Linked DNA regions of Mus musculus: region 1 is linked to region 2. The links are chromatin contacts, called in public ChIA-PET maps. All regions are on one chromosome and are shown on one strand. Each heading gives the region's core, a stretch centred on a gene start, on an enhancer-like site or on the middle of the called end of the contact. The rest is flanking DNA. Distances are from core to core; before and after follow the strand shown. Region 1 has its middle 27 kb from the start of Clec2m. Region 2 has its middle 8.7 kb from the start of Klrb1f.

Evidence for each region. ChIA-PET counts read pairs in DNA pulled down with a chosen protein or histone mark.
Region 1: an RNA polymerase II ChIA-PET map of memory CD8 T cells shows a contact between it and region 2, with 3 times the contacts expected there. The contact joins two enhancer-like sites. A contact is called at or near these places in 9 of 39 promoter capture datasets (the C10 cell line, the HPC-7 cell line, cranial neural crest and 6 more), 1 of 15 datasets of contacts at CTCF or cohesin (large pre-B cells), 2 of 484 Hi-C or Micro-C datasets (the Ba/F3 cell line and CD4 T cells), 2 of 115 datasets of contacts at active chromatin or transcription factors (large pre-B cells and memory CD8 T cells) and 1 of 9 other capture datasets (adipose tissue).

What each region holds. Positions count from the first base shown.
Region 1 is chr6:129,301,104-129,308,101 of GRCm38.p6, reverse strand. No RefSeq gene overlaps it. Among named protein-coding and RNA genes, the nearest start is that of Clec2m, 27 kb to the left of the region's middle. Within about 2 kb of position 3,626, at least 7 of the 459 cell types and tissues checked have an H3K27ac peak or open chromatin away from gene starts, as enhancers often do. A contact at or near this core is called in memory CD8 T cells, where this site is marked.
Region 2 is chr6:129,033,686-129,040,633 of GRCm38.p6, reverse strand. No RefSeq gene overlaps it. Among named protein-coding and RNA genes, the nearest start is that of Klrb1f, 8.7 kb to the left of the region's middle. Within about 2 kb of position 4,018, at least 74 of the 459 cell types and tissues checked have an H3K27ac peak or open chromatin away from gene starts, as enhancers often do. A contact at or near this core is called in memory CD8 T cells, where this site is marked.

The DNA.
Region 1 (6,998 bases), core at 2,377-4,876, 270 kb before region 2:
GACATGAAGCAACAATTACTTTTCTTTAATTTCTCTTAACATCAATGGACTCAATTCCCCAATAAAAAGACATGGACTAATAGACTGGCTACACAAACAAGACCCAACATTTTGCTGCTTACAGGAAACCCACCTCAGGGACAAAGACAGACACTACATCAAAGTAAAAGGCTGGAAAACAATTTTGCAAGCAAATGGTCTGAAGAAACAGGCTGGAGTAGCAATTCTAACATCGAGTAAAATTGAATTCCAACCCAAAGTTATCTAAAATGACAAGGAGGGGCACTTCATACTCATCAATGGTAAAATCTACCAAGATGAACGCTCAATTCCAAGAAGACATTAAGAGCCTGCTTTGTCTCCGGAATCTAAAGGTTCTCCCTGACCTCATAAGAAAAGGTTACATACTTGGAGCTGGGATTTTTGTTTAGCAATACATGGTTTCTAGGAACAGCTTTATCCTGCTAGGCAGTGTATTTCCCCTTCTAACACTTTTTTAAACTTAGTCTTTTAAATATGGCTTACAAAGTAGTTGTTTTCCATATGACTTTTTCGTACATCCTTATTTCATGTCCTTCAACTCTCTTACCATCACGTATACTTAAACCTTCCCAACCCCAGTGTTCTCATCCCACTTACATTTTATATAATACATTATCCCCAGTTCCTTAATACATAGCCATGTAAATGGCCCCATTCTATTTTCCTAGCTTCTAGGGGTGCTACAAATTGAACACACAAAATTAGAGTCTAAACTAGACTCTAATTATATGAGAAAGACTCTAATGTCCCATGAGAAAGAATGTGGCACTTATCTTCCTAGTCTGGTTTACCTTGGTATAAACTTTTTCAGTTCCATCCATTTACCACCAAATTATTCATTAACCACTCCATAGTTGATGGAAATCTGTGCTGGTCCAATTTCCTGGCTATGGTAAACAGAGCAGCCATAAATAAGAGACGAGAAGCTTTCTCCCTAGTAGGAGACAGGGTCCGTTGGATACATGGCTATAGGTAGAACAGCTGGATCATATATTAGTTCTGATCAGTTCTGTCTCTAGGGTTGTTGTTGTTGCTTTGAGTAGTCTCCACAATGATTTCCAAAGTTGTAACAATTCACAGCCCCTGTCTGTCTCTCTCTGTCTCTCTCTGTCTCACACACACACACACACGCACACACACACACTATATGAGGCTGCCCATTTCTCCATGTTTATGCTCATAAACAAATGCTACTTCACTCTGAATCAGAGAATCTTTTCTTCATAATGAACATCAGTAGATGAAAAGACTTGTGTTTGGCCAAAGTACTGAGAATAAGTGATAGTTGAGTTTCAAGGAACATGACAGATGGAGTAGAAAGAATATAAGCTCTAAAAGATAAAAATGAGGACTGCAAAATTATATCTGTTTTGCATGACACATGCATTATAATCATGACCTAACAGTAACTATGATTGCCTACATAAGACCTACATAGGACTTGACATATCAGCAGTTATTAATGGTTCAGAGAGGGATTCACAGGGCTTATCACTCCCTACTAAACTATGGGATACTGATGTAGTCTGGGAGTGGCAGAGCCATTATCTTGAGCTGTATATACACTAATGAACCCACTAGACTTGGATGGATAGTTTAAAAATCACTATCACACCAAGAGTACTAGTTAAACTCAATGAACCACAAAAGGAAACATGAATCCGAGGAAGGGATACTTCTGGAGGACTGAGAGCTGGCCGGGATGGGAGGGATTGGGCTGAGAGTAATCAGAATGTACTATGTACATGTACAAAGTCATCAACCAATAACATTTATCAAAAAAGTTGTTTGGTCATAATGATCTACCTATGATCACAGAACTCAACATGCATACACAGGAGATCTATAGTAAGCTGGCTAGCTAACATAGACCAGTGAGTTCTGAGTCAGTGAAAGAGTTTGTCTCAGTTAATACAGTAAAATATGGTCAAGGAAGACCCCAGCATCAACCTTTAGCATCCATATTCATGTTCATACATGTGCATGTACACTCACACATTTATCTGTCTATCCAGACACATTTGAATAAATATACCATGTGCATATACATGCCAAAAAAGGTCATCTTTATGGCAATTGCACAAAGGAAGGAAGAAGGAGTAGAACAATTGAAATTAAGTTTTTACTAATCTGAATTAAGATTAATCATAATTCTCAAACATTGAAAGGATAGATGAAAATCACTTCTAAGTATAGTAAGTTGAAGTTGTATGATAAAAAATAAAAATCTATTTCAATCTAAAAGTGGCAGTTAACGAACACAAAGGAACCACAGATAAAACATGGAAAACAAATAACAAAATCGCAAATCTAACCTGTCCAAAATTCTGACATTCTATTAAATATAAATAAATGTATTAATCAGTTCAATCAAAAAATCACAGAATAGCTAAATTGATAAGAAACTTGATCCAGTTAAATTCAGTGTTCTAGGAAAACAGTTTTACTAAAAAGCATAATGGTTAGTATGAAGAAAAGTGGTTTTATTAAATTAGTGATCAGAAGAATGATGGGATGAAATGTTTCCATGTGATGAAACTGGCTTCAAGAAAAGTATTGATAGGGTCAAAAGTGATTCTTAAAAAACCAACAAACTCATACTACCAGAAAAGCATAATTTAAACATAAGACCATCTGAAATCTAGCTAAATTTTCTGAAAGAAAAGCTGACCTAATTGAAGAGAGAAGACAGCTTAACAGCAATGGCTGGGTAATTCCAGAACCTCTTTCAGGAGAGGAAAGAATGATACAAAATGTGAAAAAGAAAACAGATTACTCAATAATCATAGAACTATATCTACCAGACATCTATAGAATGTTTTAGTTAAAAAAAAATGTAGATTCTTCCCTAGGGAATATAGAAAATTCTCCAAATTACAGATATGTTAGGTCAAAATAAGTTAAACCTTAATCAGTTTACAATGACTAAGTGTGTTCTCTAACAAAAATGAGTTAATATTTTAAATCTACACTAGCATGGGATGTAAAAACAAAAACATGAAGAAGCTAAATGACACAGTTATAAGTAACCAATGAGTCAAGAAAAATCATGAGATAATGTATAAAGTTCTTTGAAATGTATGAAAATAAACACACCACATACACAAACTTATGAACTATGAAGAAACCCTTCTCAGCAATGTATTCTTCAAAATACACAGATATTTTTATCCAGATTTAAAAAAAACAAAATTAGTCAATAATTAACCTTTTACTTTAAAGAACTAGAAATAAATCAGTGAAAAAAGAAGGTAAGCAATGTCTCTCTCTCTGTCTGTCTGTCTCTCTGTCTGTCTCTCTCTCACACACACACCCACACACCCCCCCACACACACCCACACACCCACACACCCCCACACACCCACACCCCCCCACACCCCCCCCCCACACACACATGTGCAAGTGACTTCCCTAAGCTCATGAATTAACAGCAGCAGATTTATATTACATCCATTTATGCTTTCCTACCCAGAGCTCTGCCCCCTGCATTCTAAGAGATCTGTTGGGTCTTTTCTATTTCAAGGTTTTACCACTGGTATGTATGAAGCTCTTTTGTTTCTTCTTTATCTGATCCTGCTATTCCCCACCCACTTCTTTAAACTATATTTGTAGGTGACTTCTCTATAGGACTTGGCCAGCAATACACTTTGTCTGATGTGGTTTTAAAATTTCCTGTTACAAGATTTAAACAAATATAAGTTAGGAACACGGAGTTCCTGGGCTTGAGTGTGAAGATCAATAACAAAGATGTCTGTGAAGCAAACATCTCAATCATGCTGCAGGTTTTCCTCCTACACAATAGGCAACTTCCTCCTTCATCCTCACCCCCTTCTATGGGCCTACCATGATTCAGGAATAGAAGGTTCCAACATGAAACTCAGAAAATGGAGCCTAACTGAGGCAGATAATGGTGGCCTCAATTCTATACCAGCAACTGAGTTATAAAAGGCCACTAAGATATAATAACTAATGTGTATTAAGAAAAAACTTTCAGGGCTGGAGATAGATCATTCAGATGGTAAAATGCTTCATGTTGTACAAGCATAAGGACTTGAGTTCACATCCTCAGATCCCACATAAAAAGCTGAGAATGGTCACATCTATGCTCTCTTGTCACCGTACATACAAGGAAGAGCTGTGATTTTCACATCTACCAAGGACCAAGGAATGGCTCCCCTGACCTCAGATATCCACAGACTAGGAATAAGGCAGCAGCCACCGTCCAGCCCCTGAGAGGTGTCAGAGGAAGCCAGGCAGGACAGAGTTTAAGGACTATTGGAAGATGCAGATGCTACAATAATCTAATTAAAAAAGAAATAAGCATCATACAAACACTTTAATAAATCATTGTGAATACTCTCAAAACAAATAAGTAAAAATATGCACAAAGAAGTAAAATGTTCAACAAAAGTTACATTTCAATGAACTCAGTTGCATAATTTAAGGGGTAGAAAAAAGTTCCATGAACTTGGAAAAAGAAATAAGAATAAACCATCTAAAAGAATAAAGTACTTGATCAATTAGATTTTTTTAGTTAAACCCCTTTGTCATATGAAAGGCCCCTGAAAAGAAAACAGGAAGGAAAAACTAAGAATAATATTTTCAGACACATTCTCTGTGGAGACTAGTATCCAGCGTATATAAAGAACTTCTCAAGATCTTAAGGTAACAAACCATGTAGAATTGGGCAGAAGACAAGCATTTTATTTTAGAAAACAGACACATGGGAACATTAACAATTAAGTACTATTGAGTATGAGGAAAACAGATTAAACAAACATGAGGGACCACAGCACACTGTATAAAATAGGCAAAGAAAAGAGACAATACCAAAGGCTGGCAACAATATGGAGAAATTGGCTAACTACAAATGACATTTGTATTACTTTGTCTCTGGAATGGAGTTGGGCAAGTTCTGAACTTACCAAGGGATTGGTAAGAGACAACAAGGGAGGGGAATGATTTAGGATATAAAAGACCAATAAAAAGATTTGTCCTTGTCATGGTTTGTATATTCTTGGACCAGGGAGTGGCACCATTTAGAAGTGTGGCCTTGTTGGAATAGGTGTGACCTGGTTGGAGTATATGTGTCACTGTGGCTATGGGCTTAATACTCTCTCCTTAGGGGCCTGGAAGTCAGTCTTCCACTAGCAGCCTTTGGATGAAGACGTAGAACTCTCAGCTCTGCCTGCACCATGCTGCCTGGATGCTGCCATGCTCCCACCTTAATGAACCTGTAAGCCAGCCCCAATTAAATGTTTTTTATAAGACTTGCCTTGGTCATGGTGTTTGTTCACACCAGTAAAACCCTGAGACAGAAGTTGGTACCAAAAGTGGGTTATTGCTGTGATAGGCCTGACCATACTTTTACTTGAAAGAATGTGGATTTGGGGACTTTGGATTTGGAACACAGTGGAATGCTTCAAATGGGGCTTAATGGGTCATCCTAGTAGGAATATGTAAGACTTTGTTTCTGGGAGTAATTTGAACTGTGTTGACCTGACCCAAGAGATTTCAAAGGAGAAGAATTTCAGAATGTGGCATAAAGACTGGTTTTGTGGTATTTTGGTGAAGAATGTGGCTACATTTTGCCCTTGTCTGAAAAGTCTGCCTGAGGCTAAGGTGAAGAGACTCATATTAAGTACATTGACAAAGGAAGTTTCAAAAAAGCCCAGCAGAGATGTTGTTCTCTGGTTGTCTTATGAAGAGAAGTTTGAACAAGCATAGCAAGCTTAGAAAGGAGAAATATAAAATATATGGTTTGAGTAGTAAAGTGGTACCAGGAAGTGAAATGGAGCAAAATCCTGTGTTCTAAGAAATAACAGATTAAGGGAGTGGGACCTTGGGGCAAGATCCTACCCAGCTAAATTTAGATCCAGGTATGGTGGTATACACCTTTAATCCCGGGAGACAGGCATGCTGATCTCTGTGTTCAAAGTCAATCTACAAAGCAAGATCCAGGATAGCCAAGCTTAGGCAGTGAAAGATTTGGAAAACATAAAGCCAGTGATAATGTGATAGTACAAGGGGGTCATGTTCTAGTTCCTGCAAGCAGCAGAACTTGGCAGCTTCAGCCATGTGGCTCTGGTTCTAGAGTTAAGAATGGAAGGAACTACTGGTACAATTGATGCTGGTCAGCTGGAGCTAAGAAATTAGCAATGATTAAGAAGAGACCAGCATCACTGAGGTGAAATATTCTGGGAACTGTTTTCTGGGAGCACAAAGAAGCTGTGTTCCAGAGATACCCAAGGTTGTACCTCATGCTGCAGCTGGACTTGGGAATGTGTAAGAGTCACCCAGGTGGTACTGGTTTTGAAGGCATGAAAGTGTCATGAAGTACAGCTGAGGCTTGGCATTGTGAGAGGTCATAGAAGGCCATTGGAGAAGGTGTAGCCTCAGCTGTAGTTGATGGCCCAGGACTGAAGGGGTCATGCAAAGGATTTGAGGCTTGGCCCCATGAAGAGAGCCTATGAGAGGCTACTGGTGAAGCCTAGTTGGAGTAGAACACCCCAGTTTATTGGAGATGTCAGTACTGTGGGGTGATCACCAAGAACAGCAGCCATAGTGGAGTGGATCAACCTGAGCTTAGAGTGCTACGGAGGGCAGAGCTAGAGAAGTGATGCCAGCCGTTAGGAGGAGCCCAAAAGATCACGTGGAATCCCAGACATTGAAACAAGAAGCTGTAACATTGAAATTGCCTTGGAGACCCAAAGATGTTCATGATGCCAGAGCCATGGGATACATGGTGAGGAAAACTGCTAACAGGAAGTGGAGCCAGTCCAGGAGAAAGCAGTTTGTTGCAGTCAACAAAGATGAAACAGGAGTGTTGATCTGAAGAGCGCTTTAACATCAGCCATGGAGATTCAGAGTTTAGAATTTGCCCAGCTGGTTTCCTGTCTTTCTTTGGGGATTACAGTTAAGTGATTGGATGAACCTCAAAAGATACCTCGGACTTT
Region 2 (6,948 bases), core at 2,769-5,268:
TACACGAGTTACCCATGGGCATATCTCAAGTTCAGAGCCCAAGATAATAGCGGTCACAGATCATAGACAGACAGAAGGGAGAGGGAGGCAAGAAAATATGTTTGAGAAATAAAATAGCCTCTCATCTGAGGAAAAATTACCTTAAATGAAGAGCCCATGTGAAGACTAAGAGAGGTGAATGGTTTTTCAGATGCCCAAATCATAATGAAAAAAAAAATCAATTTATGTTGATACACAGAAACACCAAAAAATTGTGCAACCAAAGGAAAAAAAATAAATACTTCTTAAATTAAAGCATCACAGATATATATGCTGCTTGGGTAATAATTTTATTTCTTTTTATCTTTTGGATATACCTATGGTGTGTGTGTGCATATGAGTATGTGTGTTCTCATGTATGTAGGTACATATCAGTGGTATATATGTGTACATGTAGAGGCAAGGACTTGATATCAGGTATCTTCTTTGATCATGCTCTACTTTATTTACTGAGGCAGGATCTCTTAATCAACCCATGTAAGACTCTGGAGAGCCTTAGCTTAGCAGGGACTCCCTAAGTGAACGACTAAGAGCTGGGAATCAATGCAAAAAGCAAGAGGAATTTATTGTTCCAACATGTTGGGGTCTCCCTGCACATAGAGAGAGAGAATGACCATGCACAGCCCATCCAGTGAACCTTTATACAGTTCTCCAGGCAGCAGCCATTAGGTACAATGTGATTGGCAGAACAGTGTGACTTTTAAACTGATTGGTCTATAGGGAATGAGGTGGGTGGAATATGTCTATGAGCTCCAGTGGTTAGTCCCTCCCCCCTGTGGTCTGAGGAATGTGTAATTAGCCCCTCTCTTCCAGAGGGGAGGGGTGCCTATATTCTTTATGACCTTTTCTTCCAGGAGGGGAGGGGTCCAGTGGAATTATCTAAAGTTCCTGAGCTGACCTCTTCACCCAGAGATCATTGATTCCATTAGTCTAGTTAGCTAGCTTGCTCCAGCGATCCTTGTTTGCACCTCTCAAGCAATGGGGTTGTAGGTGGGTTACCATACCTACCAGGCCTTTGCCCAGGTGCTGGCAATCTGAAGTCTGATCTCACTGCTCACATAGCAGGTGACTGACCATCTCTATTCCCTTCACAAAGGAGTTTTAAAACTTGTCATAAACATGTTCATGAACACCACAGAGAACAACTATAGGAATGCAATGGATACATTGTACCAATGAAGATGTAGAAACTGAAAATAATACCAAACAGAATTTCTGGAATAAAAAATGTAGTAACTAAACTGAAAAAATATATTAATTTTAAAGAGGGATTCGAGTAAGGCGATGGGAATAAAAAGAAGTAGAGAGTGGGTTAATAAAACTAAGTATATGTGAAAGCCTTATGGAAAACCAATCATTTGCAAGCTAATTTAAAATTGATATTTTTAAAATTAGTTTGAACTGACTTATCCTGCATGGATAGACAATGCTACTCCCAGAAGACATGGGTTATTAAATCAGTATTTCATTTCCAGGCATGTAAGGCATACCCAGAAGTCTCCATAACTACACAGCCTGTCACCATTGGTCTTGATTGATTGTCTACCATTGTGATATGGCAAGCTCCTATTGCTGAAGATACCACATGACACCACATATTTTCAGGACAAAAGGAAAACATTCTAGAATTGACCAGGAAACCTCCAAGCTACAGGTAAGCTTTCATAAGGCAGAAATATGATAATCACAGGCTACTGATGAAAAAGCCATCAATGGTCTGGCCCTACAACATCAGTTACCCACACAAGATGATCATAGCCTTAATGCTGCTATAACGATTATGGGGTTAAACAACTATTGGATTTGAGGAGCCCTACTCCAAAAAAGAAAAATCATGCCTTGTGTTGTTAAAGGGTTTTAACCCATGGCTATAAAGGCCATAGGCCTTGAGGTGGTTTGAGTAGGAATGGCCCCCATGGATCACGTGTTTGAATGCTTAACATAAACAAAGTGGCACTATAAGGAGGTGTGGCCTTGCTGGAGAAAGTGTGCCACTTTGGGGATAGGATTTGTGGTCTCATATGCTCAGGCTGCACCCAATGTGGTACTCAGTCTCCTACTGTCACCTGTAGATCAAGATGTAGAACTCTCAACTTGTCCTCCAGCACCATGTCTGCCTTTATGCCACCATGTCTTCTGCCATGGCAATAATGAACTAAGGCTGTAGGCCAGCCCTAATTAAATGTTTTCCTTTATAAGAGTCACCTTGGTCTCTTCACAGAAATGAAACCCTAAGACAGGCCCTAAGGAGGAAGCCACTATTATTGTTTTAGATAACCAGCCACATTGTCTAAATATCCACGTTTATACCCATAGATTAATGCTGGCTTCCACCTTGGTCTGAGAAGCTTTCTTTTGCAGTGGGCCCAGGCTGAGTGATTCTTCAGTGGCCTCAAAGACTACTGTAACATTTCCTGATGAAAACATCCCCAAATTTTTGGAGTTATGGCCTAAAACTGAGGAAATGTTATCATGTATTTCTTGCCTGGAAAATCTAGGGATCCAGTGTTGAAGCTGTTGGGCAGACATGCTTAGTGTCAGTCTCACCCTCAGGCACAGCATCCAGGCAGGGAGCTCACTTAGGAGGTAAGAAACCAGAGCTCCTGTTGACCAGGACAGAACCAAGACATTTCTTGTTTCAATGAGAATCAGAACTGTCCACCTTTGGGGCCTCTACTTCTAATTCTGCTTGACCTATTTTGTCTCCTGCTTTAATAGCGTAAGCTTTGATTCTGTGTCTCCTCCCTTAACAGTTTAAGCTTTGAGTCTTGTATCTCAGCTTTTCCTCACTTTTAGCTGAGGCTCACTGCCATCTTGGAATTTGGTTGAAAATTAGCAAATGCAGTAGTGAAAGTCAGCTGGATCCCCCCCACCCCCCACCCCACTTGGTTTTTTGAGACAGGCTTTTTCTGTGTAGCTGTGGCTATCCTGGAATTCAATTCATAGACCAGGCTAGCCTGAACTCAGAGATCCACCTTCTTCTGCCTCTTGAGTTCTGGTTTGAAACGCATGAACCACCATGCCCAACTAGAGACTTTTTTATTCAGTAAAATTAGCTAATTTCTTCTATATTTCCATGAATTTTGAGAATATGTATAATCGCATTCATATTGAAGTATAGACCCAGAACCCACCCCAGTACCTCATGTCCTTCTGTAGACACTCCTTCCCTGTGTAACCCAGCCCATGGCATCCTTCTCTTTCTGCTCTTATACACTTGCTTTTTAAGAACACCATGGGCTAGATCCCTGCAGTAGCAATGCATCTGAGAGCCATGCACAGTGCACTCCACAGCTGTGTGTCACATACCAACACAGCTGGATACAACAGGAGATTCCAGGGCAGGAGAGATGTGAGGCATGAGCTGGGATTGCACAGGATGCATCTCACACCCTAAAAGAAAGACAGTGTTGCAAACAGGCCAGGAAAAACTAACAGGAAACTGGTTGGTAAAGTGTGAGCAGAATGAGAACAGGATGCTGGCAGTTAGAATTTCCCAGCAGAAAACCGCGGCTCTGTGGTCAGATTCTCTAACTAAGGTGCAAGGGGATGTGAAAGCATACATTTTTTTTGCAACCTACTTTTAATAAGTTATCAACCTCTCCTCTAGCCCACCACCCAGCAGAGGTAGTAAAAAAGAAAAGATATTAGAATATGGGGGAAGTGGACCTGTTCAGCAGTAGTTCTTTGGGGGCAAGCTTGATCTTCGTTCTCAGCAGTTCAGTCCTGTAGCAAACTTCAAATGAGATTCAGCAGCTGCAGACCAATTCTCTAGGCAGGCAGACACCAGGCATGAACTAGCAGCAAATGTTCAGTCCTGTCAGCAAGCAGACACCAGGCAGCTGCAGTTCAATCCTGAAGAAACAGCCAGGCTCACTAACTGGCCTGAGGTGAGGCCACAGGAGCAGCAAGCTACTGCAGGAACCTCATCAGCAGTTCTTGGGTGAGCATCTCTCAATGGCAGTGTTACCACAAGTTGAAGTCAACAACTCTACATAAGGTGAACCAATGCATGCATGTCTTTAGTGAAGAAGAGCCAGGCAGAGCAAACTGAACCAATGCTCAGTGCTCATCTCCCACTGTCTGTGGGCTCATATTTATACTCCTTCATCCCAGGTCTTTTCACATGTTCACTAAATCAAAACATCCTTTCACCTGTGTCTGCTTCTGGAGAACATTCTTTCCCCTGTTTGCTTTAGCAATACATCCTTTCAACTGTCCCAGAAAAACATCATTTGATACACTAACTTTCCAAAGAAACTGGGAATTTCCACTTCAGGGGTGGGTGAGTTTTTGTTATCGTTTTGATTTGGATGGGGATGGTGATGGTGATAGTGAGGTCACATATGTGCCTGGCCCACATTTAGAAGTGAGAGGACAACTATATGCAGTTGTTTCTCTGTTTTCACTTTTGTGTGGATCCCAGGGACTGAACTCAGGTCACCAGGCTTAAATAGCAAGCACCTTTACCCACAGAGCTGTCTTGCTGGCCCAAGGACAATTGAAATGGCAGAGAAATGCTTTAAGGATAATGTGAGATGACCAGCTAATCCTAGTTTGGGGACCTCTGGAAACAGAAAGCTGAGGAAAATCTAATCAGTAGAAGATATGGGCAGGTGCAAGCATGACATCCAGTTTTCCCTTTTCAATCCTTTTCCCTAGACCTAAGTAATTTTGGTTTGCTCTGTCACAAGCTCAGGGAAATCTGAGTTTTTGCAAAATGCAAGGTTTAACTCACAAAGCTGCTGTAAACACAGGCAGGTCTTTTAAGTAAATACAGTCAATTCCCTTCTGAATAGGAGGACCAGGGCTTATAGTCAAAGTAATCTCCTTTTTCAAAAAATCCTAATTGCTTTTCTCTATTTCACCCTATGCTTAGTAACATTGAGCAGGTTTAATGTATGTATTTACTAAGCATGTGCCATTTTTGTTCAATTTTTGGATCGTTTTTTAAAATGAGTGTTTATAAGGTGTATACATTTTATTAGGTGTGTATGCATGTGCACTGTAAAGTGGCCGAGTGGACAGTTCTTAGGTAGAGAAAGGTCACAATCTTTTCTGCATAGGATGCTAAGACAATTGCTTCCCATAGTGAAGCATCCCAAGGTTATAAGCGCAAACCTCATGCAGTGTACAACTGAATCAAAATGGATCACAAACACAAACATGAAGCCTAAAAACTTAAATCTACTATAAAGGTTAGAAAATAAATTTCTGAATGAGAGCTTGACTTAAGCAAAGATTTTTGGGGTTACAATACCAAAAGCTTTACCTATGTACCAAAAATACATTGGGTTTAGTGTAATGAAAACTCCCTCCTCCGGTCTCTGAATAAGAATAAAAAGATAAAAAAATTATCTGGCAGCTTCTCTCTCTCTCTCTCTCTCTCTCTCTCTCTCTCTCTCTCTCGGCAGAAAACATTCATGCTCTCTGTAGTTGGCTTCTTGTTTTGGTTAATCATAGATACTGCTTGTCAGGTTGAAAGAACTTCCTTTAATTCCTAACATGTTGAAAGTTGTTGCTGTAGGTTTATGTTCAATTTTGCACAAGCTTTTGCTGAATTCATTAAAATGCTCATTTTTATTTTCTTATTTTGTTACTAGGCTGAAGTACATTTAGTTAGTTAATTATAGTTAAATAGGAGATAAATATATAGATACATATAGAGATGGTGAATGATAGATAAGCAGATACAAAGATAGATACATAGAGAGATATACAGGTATAGAGATAGATAGAACATGGTATAATATTGAACATTGAAGCTTCAAACTCAATATTTAGCCAAGAATAGCCTTGAGCCCATGACTCTTCTGCCTCTGTCTCCAATGTTGGATAATGGTGGTATGTGGCACCACATGTCACATAGTGATATGGGTTTGTTTACTTTTTTCATAATCACTATGATCCTTCCTTTCATTAACATTATGATCCCTTCAGTCCTAACCAAGTCTATTCTTATGAAACTGAATCTATAGGGAACAATAATTTTGTTGTTGTTATTGATTCTTGTCAAGTGTGACCCTTACTCTTTCTATTTCTAGCTCTTTCAATGTCTCTATTTCAAGGAAGACTCCATCACATGAAATTCTGTTACTGTTTCCTCACAGACTGTAGTGTGCACAGGAGGCCAGGTTCAGCATCCCTGGGAAGACGACATCCAGCAGGCTCATATACAAAAGACATATGTCTGTCCACCTGGGGGAACTGTCCAAGGCAGAGAACAAAGAGAGAAAAACTCCAAGAAGGAACCTTAAGGAGGATGCTGCAGCTTAAGGGAAGTAAGGACAGTGAAGAGTCATATGATTGGAAAGGAACAGAGCCCCAATGGCACATGGTTTCAATTAATATCTTCAACCATGGTCTGAAAATACTAAATAGACAGTTCTAGAATATGTGATTTCGAAGGTTTCAATTGTGGGTTGTTCTGAATAGCATGATAAAATCTTGTACATCTTTTCTAGATGTTGCTAGAGTAAATATACCCTGATATTGTTTTATAAAATCAACTTTAACTACATCAATAAATAATCATAAGTCTAAGCACAGACAAATATTGCCAACAAGACTTAGTCAGTATAACATAAACTATTAATTAGTTCTATTATTAGTTACTAATATTATAGACTATTAGTTAGCTAGGGTGAGTGTCCATTCTTTTTATCTGAAACCTTCCAGAACTAGTTAATAGTTTATGTTACACTGTCTAAATCTTGTTGGCCATGTTTGTCTGGGCAATATCATGTAAAAACTGGTTCTAGAGCACATACCAAAAATATTTCAGATTATCCTATTATATATAAGCCTGAACCATGATAAACTTAGTAGTCCCAGTCAAAGCATTTCTTCATATACAAAATGGGTCTAGGAACGACAGCATTACTGGTAAGGTTATTCATGAATATCAGT